Linked DNA regions of Gossypium hirsutum: region 2 is linked to region 1. The links are chromatin contacts, called in public Hi-C maps. All regions are on one chromosome and are shown on one strand. Each heading gives the region's core, a stretch centred on a gene start, on an enhancer-like site or on the middle of the called end of the contact. The rest is flanking DNA. Distances are from core to core; before and after follow the strand shown.

Region 1 (4,685 bases), core at 1,019-3,518:
ACATTAACAATATTTAAATTCATCATGTATATTGCATTATATTTTTATTTATTTAAACATTCCTATCAAACATTTACGTCGTAATCTATACATATATTTATACAGTAACAGTTCATAAATGTGGTGTGGTTTATAATTAATTGTTATTTTGAAGTTGCTTGGAATGATTTCATTTACCTGATTTGGAGTGAAATAGAGGCATTTTATAGGTTTACAAGCACACAAAGCTGATATTTTGGTGAAAATTCAAGAGTGTGAACAATTTAGACCTGGGGAACAGCAAGAAGAAAAATACGTAGAAGGAATTGGTGAAAAGGAGGCAGCAAGAAACGGATGAAATAAAGCAGGCAAAGAACAAAAAAAAAAAAAAGAAAAAAAAAGGGCAAATTACAAATTGTTGGAAACATATTTGCTCATTTTATCTCTTAATTATACAAGACAAAGCAGAAAACAAACCCAAAAAGGGAAACCACAGGACACAAAATACAAAACCAAACCACAAATAAATAAAGAGAGTGAGATTTGGCAAACCAACAAAGCGACAGTAGGAAGAAACTAAAGCATTGAAAAAGATGTTCACGTCACACACTTACTAGATAAACTTAGTGGTCTAGCCTCCTGAGAAGAGTAGATTTGAGGCCTTGTTCATTTCTGAGTTCAAGATCAGGGACGTTGACTACGATATCCTGGAGCATGGTCTCGTTAACACACGACATGCTTGCATGATGGATCGGAAACTCCAGATCACGAAGGGCAACCATTAACCTAGTAACTGGATAGTTCATATTCTCTGATTGAACCCTAATCATTGCATCATTCCCCATGATCTTGATATCAAATTCAAGGCCCACGCACCCTGCTGTTGCAGGGGATGGTGAATTATCAGGCTTTGCTGCTTCCTGTTCCACGGAAGTGGTTGTGCTTTGGTTATCCGTAACATCAACCATTTCTACCTTAGGTTTCTTACACTCCCTCTGAAGCTGCGATTCCAGTTCTTCGACTTTCGCTTTTAGCTCACTGATGTATGAGACAGCGTCAGATAAGAGCGATGCTTTGTCCATGCGCGACACGTTCGGGACTACGGCTCGGAGGGCGTAGAACCTGTGGTTCAGCTTCTCACGGCGTTGCCTCTCAGCTTCCACGTGGTTCAACGGTGTCTCTCGTCCAAGTCCGGGTTTCCTTCCACGTTTCTGTGGGGTTCTCTGCTCTAAATGACTCATGGCAAGTGATGGGCGATCCGTGTCAGAATGCTCCGAGTCCACAGAAGAAGATTGCCCAAGTTTTGTGGAATATTTCTTGGTTGGGTGGTTGTGGTGTTCTTGCTTGGTTTCATTAACAGGACCTACATTTTCTTCTTCTTCTTCAACACCGGAAACTATACCCATGTCTGCAAAAGAGATGTTTCTGTCGAGGAAGGGGATTGAAGGTCGGGTTAGAGTTGGATCTGTACTTGATTGCTTTTGTAACAAGTCAATGGGATCAGCTCCGAAAATGGATTTCACTTGTTGGACTAAACCCCAATTTTCACTGATCATTTCTACGGATCCTAATTCAAGAACCCCGCAAGAAGTTGGTATACAGACCATCGTCTCAATGCCATGCATTTGTGCTTCTATAGCTCTTTCACAGTTGTAAAACTGCAAAGCATGAGCACCGGTTAACCAAACCAGAGAGCCAGTACTTAGAGCCATGCCTGGAATCCCTTCTCCAGCAGGGAAAGATCGAGACAATGACATCACGTAGAACCATTCAGCATCACTGACCCCGGTGGTGCCGTCCATCATCGACACATCTACCTCATGGTTATCTCCGATGAGAGTTTGGGCTCCTTTCATCTCCTTTCTTCTTTCATTTTCTAGGCACGAAATGTTGGCGCTTAATAATTTTGGAGGCGTACCTTTGGTGGTGCCTTGAAAATAACCATCTCCCCAGCACAAAAACAAACGACCATGTTCATCGTTTGATGTCTGCCAAAATATAGCATATGTCCACCAAATTTGCTGGCTTTGTACCACAAATTGGAGCCTCTGCTGGAGAGTTGAAGGTGAAGTTTCCTGGGTCATATAGACCAGTGAAGAAGATGAAGATGGAGAGATTATAAGTTCTTCCATGGCTGACCGATACAAAAAGAAGGAAAACAATACACGAGGGAATCTGAAAGGCAGAGATTTTGGAAGTTCTTTACAACAAATAAGCCATTAAATCATCTTAAATTTTACAAGGAAAAGAAAAACCAAAAGAGAATACGGGGTGCATTGGACAAAAAAGGGGGATGGAGGAGGAGTTTATAAGCTTTGTAACTTATAAGGTGGGGGCCACAAGATCCTAAAATCCTCTGCATGCTCACCTATAAGCTTTGTCCACTTTTCTTTGTTCATTTTAACAGTAAGACTGTGACGTTAACTCGTTAAGTTTTTTCGTGTTTATTTTGGCTGTGTGAAATGATTTTAGGTTATCAAGTTGGAATTATTAACCTGGAATTTTCGATAACAGAAACTAGCATATTAATCTCAATCATCCTAGCAGCATAAAGGAAAGAGGGATTTGTTTCTAACTTGGTGTTCAAATTTTGATTAAAATTAAATTAATTGATTGAATCGATCTAATTTGATTAATCGATCTAATCAATCGGAGGTCAGTTAAAATTTTTTTAGAATTTCGGTCAACGGTTAATTTAATTCGAAATTGAATAATTAATCGCATTAATTGAACTTAATAACTAATATTATATATTATATGTATTAGATTATTATTAATTCGGTTAATTCGGTTAATCTGATTAAATAAACCTTAAAATTTTTTTTATATGTTTCATATTTATTTTAACAATAAAATAAAATGTATAAGTTTTAATTAATTCCGTTAATCTAAAGAATTAATTTAAAAAATAATTAAAAAATATTTTAATTTTATTAACAGTTAAATAATTAAAAAATTCAACTAATTTAATTAATAGTAATTTGATTTGAATATTGTGAGTAAAGTTAAAGGAAGAGATAGAGTAAAGATTTTAGTGAAAAGATTAAAAAAGCACATGTTTAAATATCGTAAACGTCACATGTGAAGAGATAGAATAAAGGGCAGACATTTGGCACCACTTGCACGTGTATTGATAGCGACAGGTCTAGTGACTACGATGCGTATGGGCTCCTCGTTATTTGGCATCACACACAATTTATACATCTTTTAACCCAATCATTGAAAACTGAAAAAACTCATTAATGTATTATTATATACCAACAACCAACCATACTTAAAGAAATATCATACCGTACCATATTATACTTTTTTTCTATTACGTTCTTTATATTACACTATACAATAGGAGTTATTAAAATAGCTATATATAATAGACTGACACATATTTCGTAAAATTAACATAGTTTTCATATCATTTTCAAAAAAAAAAAAGAAATCTTATTTAATAAAAATTAATTTTCTGACCTTTATAATTAACCCTTTTAATATATTATTTTTAAAATTCAAATTTAAAATATTATTTGTGTAATTATCATCAAACCGTGTTATATTTATATTAGCTCAAGGCTTTACATTTGTGGATTGAGCGCTCCTATATCAGTGTCTTTTTATATTTCAGGTTTTTTTTTTATCGTTTATAATATTAAAAAGTAAAAATATTTCTCAAGGAAAAAGAGAATAATTAGTTACTTATATTATTATATCTATATAACTATATATAAAAGAAAGGTTTTGGACTAGAGGATAGGTTGAACTTAATACGGATGGAGCTGTATCGAGAAATAGCTCATTTATAGGCATCAGGGGAGTGTTTAGAAGTGCTGACGGTAAGTGGTTAGGTGGCTTTTCGATGAAGTTAAGAAATTATTCAATTTTCAAGATTGAGGTAAGAGCCTTACTTGAAGGCCTCCTTATATCATGAAGGAAAGGTTATCGACTGTTGGAAGTGGAATGTGATAATGCTCTCTTAGTTGAAGTGATTTTAGCTGGCAGAGCTGTAGATTATCATTTCACTGAAATGCGTCTTATCCATCATTTATTGAGTTGGAATTGGAAGGTCATTGTTTGTCATATTTCGAGGTCGCAAAATACAATAGTTGATCATATAACCAAGTGTATGGCGACTAATTCTAAAAAAATTTATTGGTTTGAAGAATCACCGCAATCAACTAAAAGTTTAATTGAGGCGGATTATGTTATTACTTTGAGTCACTAATGTAATTTTTTAAGTTTTTCACTTTAGACTGTCTTTTTTTCCACAAAAAAAAGGAAAAAAAGAAAGGTTTTGGATACTTACCCATGCTCTTTCTTCGTAATATCCAAATAGTTAATATAATTAAATTTTCTATTAAAATATTACATGATTATATATAATTTAAATATTTTAAAAACAAACACATCTTTTTTTTTTGAGAAATATTGGGCTGTGATTTTATTAAAAAGTAGTCAAAGAAACAACTAGAGGTGTTCATGGGCTGGGTCGAGCCGGGCTCAACTAAAAAATCATGCCCATTTATTGGGCCTGGCCCGGCTCGCCCGTATTAATTTTTTACATTATTTTTATATTATTTTTAAATATATATAATACATCAAAAATACTAAAAACATCAAAATAAATATTTCCCAACAAATTGAAAATAAATTTTAAAAAATATGTAGACTTAAATAACATAAAGATAGATGCAACTTAACAAGTAAATGCCTCT
Region 2 (5,334 bases), core at 670-3,169, 210 kb after region 1:
TTGTTGTCCTTTCACGGTTCGCCTCACACTCAACCATCTGGTGGGACCTATCCAGGTCATGGTAGGTAACCCAGATCCTATCTAGGACTCGGGTTGCTGATCATCAATGTATAACACTATGAAACAACTTTGGACGTCAAAATTTGTGAACCAAAATTCAAATAACTTTTTTCTCTGATATTCGATACTAACTATCAAATTGACTTGGATTTAAGGTATGTTCTTCTACTCTTCAATGGGTACTGATTCACCATACCGATTGTCAAATCTTCGTTAGAAGGTCACTAGTAAAACTCTTTAAAAAAAAAAGAAATTAACAATTCAATGACTTAAATAAAAACTTTTGAATAATTTAAAAACTAAATTGTAATCTTTTTTAGTTAAATGATCAAAATGAAAACTTACCTGTCATTTAGTGATTAATAGTATAATTTACCTTGTATAAATTCATGAAATTATTCAACCATATTTCCTTCGAAAGAAAAGAAAGGCATGAAATATTGAGAAACCAAGGTAATAAAAATGTTGGTCTTGGTTTTGGTGAAGTGTCGTGAATCGAGGCCCAACTAAGTAGAGTGACTAGTCGGGTTTCAATTACCTAACGGAGGGTTCCCATCGACGGGTGCCTTTTAAACAGCGACTTTGAAACATTTATCCAATTTCCTCGTCACCATAAACAATGGAAGGAAAACCAAAGCCCATCCCATGCTTATTAAATTTAACCTATTTCTCCCTTTCATGTCTGGCCAATGTTATGCTAATGTGTCTCCTTCATGACTCAGCGTATTAATTAGGAAAAATTAGACTGGCCCAACTCAACTTTAGTGCATAAATGTATGAGTAATTTTAATGTGTGGGAATAGCAGTTTGAACAAGAAAGTTGTCGAATGTTGGTACCAATGGTTAAAGTTCAAATTTAGGTAATTTTATCGCGCTTTCTTTTCTTTTTTTAATTAGTAATGATAAAAAATAACTATAAGACAATTAACACTTTTTAAATATGATAATTATAGGAACAAACAACAATCTTTTTCTTGAGAAACTTTGAAATATATAATTCAATGACGAGTTTTCACATTTAGTTTTGAGGATCAATCACAATATCTAAAAAATAATAATTTCATGAAACATGTTCTTGCTATAACATTTTCAATTAAATTCTCTAAATTTTTTTTAATTTCAGTTATTATAACTTGATATGATGATTAATTCATTCCAAGTGTTTAAAAATAAAGATTGATTAGTAGCATTTTGTTATTTTTAATCCATAACACATAATTTAAGTTATAAATAAAAAGTATGGAATTTATTTTGAGGGAGCCCATTCAATTTATTTTAACGTATGTAAATATACTCTATAAATTAATAAAAATATTAAGGGCTTACTTAGGAATTTAGCAAAAAACTTGGGAAGTCAACACTTTTTAACAATTATCTAAAAGCTGAGGTAAGTTATCGTACATATATAACCCACTGTTAAAGAAATGGTGAAATAATGTATTTTTATGAATTTTAAAGTTTTAGTCGTCATTAAACTATTAAATTAATAAATTCATTAAGTTGAATTTTATTAATTTTAAAATATGACGTGATAAATATATTATTACATAATATTATTATATTAATTTATTATTTTTACACAAAAAAATTAAATTTAAAAATTATTGTTTAAGTCAAAAATAAAAATTTAAATTTTAAAAAATACATGAACTAAATCTACACAATTTAACTAAATATTATAATTGAAGAAGTGTGGTGTTGCAGGATGCAAGTAAAAGGCAAAGTGTTGGGGATTAGGTGAGGAAAATAATGGTGGTTGAATAGTCTCCTGTTTGATTGAGACACGTGGGTGGCAATGTATTTATTTAATTTTATAAATATGCCGTGAAATCTCGACAGAAATCCTCCAAAAATGTAGCCTGGATTACAGGTCATATAATTATGTTGGAGTAAATAAGTAGAGCCTTAATGTTGGTAAACACTTACAATACGGCCAGGGAGAGCAGTTGCTTCAATTACGCTGTCCTCGTTTGTTGTTTTCCTTTTGGGTTTAACTAAAAGCCTTTATAATATTGGTTATGAAAGAAAGAGAGCCTCTTTTTTTTTCTTACTTAAATCTCAGTTTCAATCTAAGACGAAAAGTAATGAGTGAAGTTAGCGTGTTTTGATCCACAACCTTGGCGGTGTTGATTCGTCAGATGACATGCGGGGGTGTTTTAGTAATCATTCTTTACTACTGTATTCCAAGAACTCGCAGAGAAAAAAGTAAGAAAGAAAGAATTCCCTCCCATTTTGGGGAAATAAAGGAAAACACTTTGATTCAGTCAGTGTCTCTAATTCCAAATTACTCCTCAAACATTTCTTCTTCTTCTTTTAAAAAATAAATAAATAAATAAATAATAGAATTTGCTTCCACAGCCTATCCTACTTCTCCTTTCTCTTTGCTTCACTCTCTGGGTTTTTCTTTTTCCTTCCATATCTCACTCAAAATTCTATCTCATCAGATCTCTTGTCATAATCAGATCAGGAGGGAAGGATGCTGGAACCGTCCGATGTGTAGACTTTTGACTTTGTTGTGATCGGTAGGGACTTTAGATGGGGCAATGTTACGGTAAAGTTAGTCAAACGCAAGTAAATGAAACGACGTCAAATGCTACCACAACAGTCACAGAGGTGATTCCAGCCGATCCTGGGGGGCAAACGCCACTGCAATCCAGTAACGGCGCTGTTAATTATTTTCAATCAGTTAAGAATACTCCAGCTAGGTCATCCAGCCAGAGTCCATGGCCCAGCCCTTACCCCCACGGGGTGACTGCCAGTCCGCTTCCACCGGGTGTATCCCCTTCTCCGGCCAGGGCTTCAAGGGGTTCCACGCCTAGGAGATTCTTCCGGCGCCCGTTCCCGCCGCCTTCGCCGGCCAAACACATAAAAGCGTCGCTGTTGAAGCGTCTTGGCGGGAAGCCAAAGGAAGGACCGATCCCTGAGGATCCTGGAACTGAGCCGGAGCAAGTGTTGGATAAGAGCTTTGGTTATGGCAAGAATTTTGGAGCTAAGTATGAACTTGGAAAAGAAATAGGACGAGGGCATTTTGGTCACACTTGCTCTGCTAGAGGTAAAAAGGGTGACCTTAAGGATCAACCCCTTGCTGTTAAGATCATCTCAAAAGCTAAGGTATTCTCTTCACTCCATTTCTATGATATTCTTACCCTGTTCATGCTAATTGCTAAATAATTTTTTTAACTTTTGAGATATTTAGATTATTTTCTTAATGTTGGAGCTTCTTTCTGGAGGTATTGTTCTTAAAATTGGATTTCATTAAAATAGTCTTAAGAGAAGGACCTTTAGTTATTGATCGATGGCATAGCTGTTTATTATGCATTCCAAACACCTCATAGATGTTTGTTTTCCTCGATTCAACTAAACTCGGCCGATTATGTCTTTCTTGAAGAAGGTAAGTTACATAAGCCGGACATAATTCTAGAATAATCATGTTTACGACTTGGCCCCTGCCAACTTCGCTTATCATTGATATTTGGCTGTTACATGAGCTATTCGAGACATACAAGGCTTAAAAGGATACCTCTTGCATTGATTAGCCATTTCATTTTTATTTTCTCTAGGGGGAAGTGTGATTATGATTGTTGTTCTAGAAGACTGGAAGAAGACAAAGGTATACTTGTCTTTTATTTGATAGTTATCTTGGGTTTCTAGCAATAATACAGGGTATTTTGCTACTGAGTTGTTGCATCTAGTCTTAAATGCAAATGTGACCATAGCCACATCAACCGCAATAAAAACTAGGTGGGAATCCAGATATTGTTTTGCACTGAGAGATTTTTGGTGTCCACGCGTTGCCGAGTATGACTTCAGTGTCCTGACCTATGAATTATTCAATTGTTGATGCTGTATATTTGGGAGACATTGTCTTGGGCTTGTGCCTGTCATGTTTTTCAAAGAGGAAATATATTCACGATAAGACAAGACTAGGTTGTGTGATTTCCCTATTAGCACTTCCAATCTCTGAGACCCTGTCTAGACTATATACATTCACAAATATTTCTGTTATTGAATTGCTGAATAGGAAAAACTTTACAAAGAATCTAAGAATTATAGTAAAACATATATAGAAAGAATATTTTGTGATACAATTGTTTCTACCATTTGTGGCCAACTACATACAAAAATATGCTAGTGGCTGTTAATATTTTCCAAATATTCTTTAGGGAGGAATTTGGAGCTTCATTTAGTTGCTATTCAGACCATGCGGCCATCTTAAATTTTAAAATCCTCTTAAGTGTTACAGACGTGTTTTATAGTTGTCATTTCTTTTAATGAATTTCCCCTATGTGTGTGTATCAAGTTTTTGTGGGTGATTGAGCTTGCGTGCAGCCATTAGCAACCTTGTTTTACCTTATTTCATTTCAAAGCAATTTCTTTCTAAATTTCTGACTGAGAATGATTTTAGTTTGTCTTTCCTTTTCTCTTAAGTTAGGCAAAGAGCTGTTTTCTTGTCTGCATTATGCTTCTTGTTAATTTTTCCTATCTAAACTATAATTTTTCCCTTTTTGGTTTTCTTTTAAATGCTAAGTTCTCAGTATTTGTGATTACAATGTGTTGATTGGTCTTGGGTTTACTTTGTGGTTCCCGTCTCCCTTTATATGAGCTTCCACAGGACTTGGCTCAAATCCCTGGTCCTTTATCTGAGGGGTTACACTCTTATTCCCCAAGGGAAAAAATAGGAAAGAATGAAATGTTGATTCCACCTGCTGCTTCTTAACCTCATTTATTTGACAGATGACAACAGCAATATCAATTGAAGACGTTCGAAGGGAGGTGAAAATTTTAAAAGCACTATCAGGACATAAGCATCTAGTCAAATTTTATGATGCATGTGAGGACGCCAATAACGTGTACATAGTTATGGAGTATGTTTTTCCTTGTTTCTGCTAAAATTTTATTTTGGAGAAATGGTTTATCTTCATTAAAGCTATGTCTTCGAGTTATCATTTCTACTTGCAGATCATTATATTTTTTTTTCTTCTAGTAGATCCAATCCCATTAGTTTTGTAGGTTTTCTTTTGTAACTTTTTTAACCTTTCTGCCTTCTTGATTTTAAAAAAAAAAAAAATCCTGATTTTCGCTTTGGAAATTCAGGTATTGTTTCAACTGAATCATCATATAATTTTGGTATTGCATTTCTAAACTGTTGGGTCTGACAGTTGTTGTATTCTGTTGCTCATCAGATTGTGTGAAGGTGGAGAGCTATTAGACAGAATTTTGGCAAGGTAACTTGTTCTTTTATAATGTCAATGTTTTCAGGGTTACGTATTCAGT

The links. Hi-C and Micro-C count contacts between places; a contact is called where the count stands out from the background.
Region 2: a contact with region 1 is called in a Hi-C map of leaf, with 7 times the contacts expected there. The contact joins the promoter of LOC107952982 here to the promoter of LOC107956486 in region 1. A contact is called at or near these places in 12 of 34 Hi-C or Micro-C datasets (anther, callus, hypocotyl and 1 more).

Annotation. Positions count from the first base shown.
Region 1 is chrA07:29,551,142-29,555,826 of Gossypium_hirsutum_v2.1, forward strand. It overlaps LOC107956486 (transcription factor MYC2), which reads right to left and starts at 2,269. Exons shown (of 1, transcript XM_016892137.2): 1 at 356-2,269. The coding sequence starts at 2,111. The coding sequence ends at 603.
Region 2 is chrA07:29,764,174-29,769,507 of Gossypium_hirsutum_v2.1, forward strand. It overlaps LOC107952982 (CDPK-related kinase 3), which reads left to right and starts at 1,920. Exons shown (of 12, transcript XM_016888199.2): 1 at 1,920-2,323; 2 at 2,505-3,171; 3 at 4,795-4,925; 4 at 5,244-5,285. The coding sequence starts at 2,596.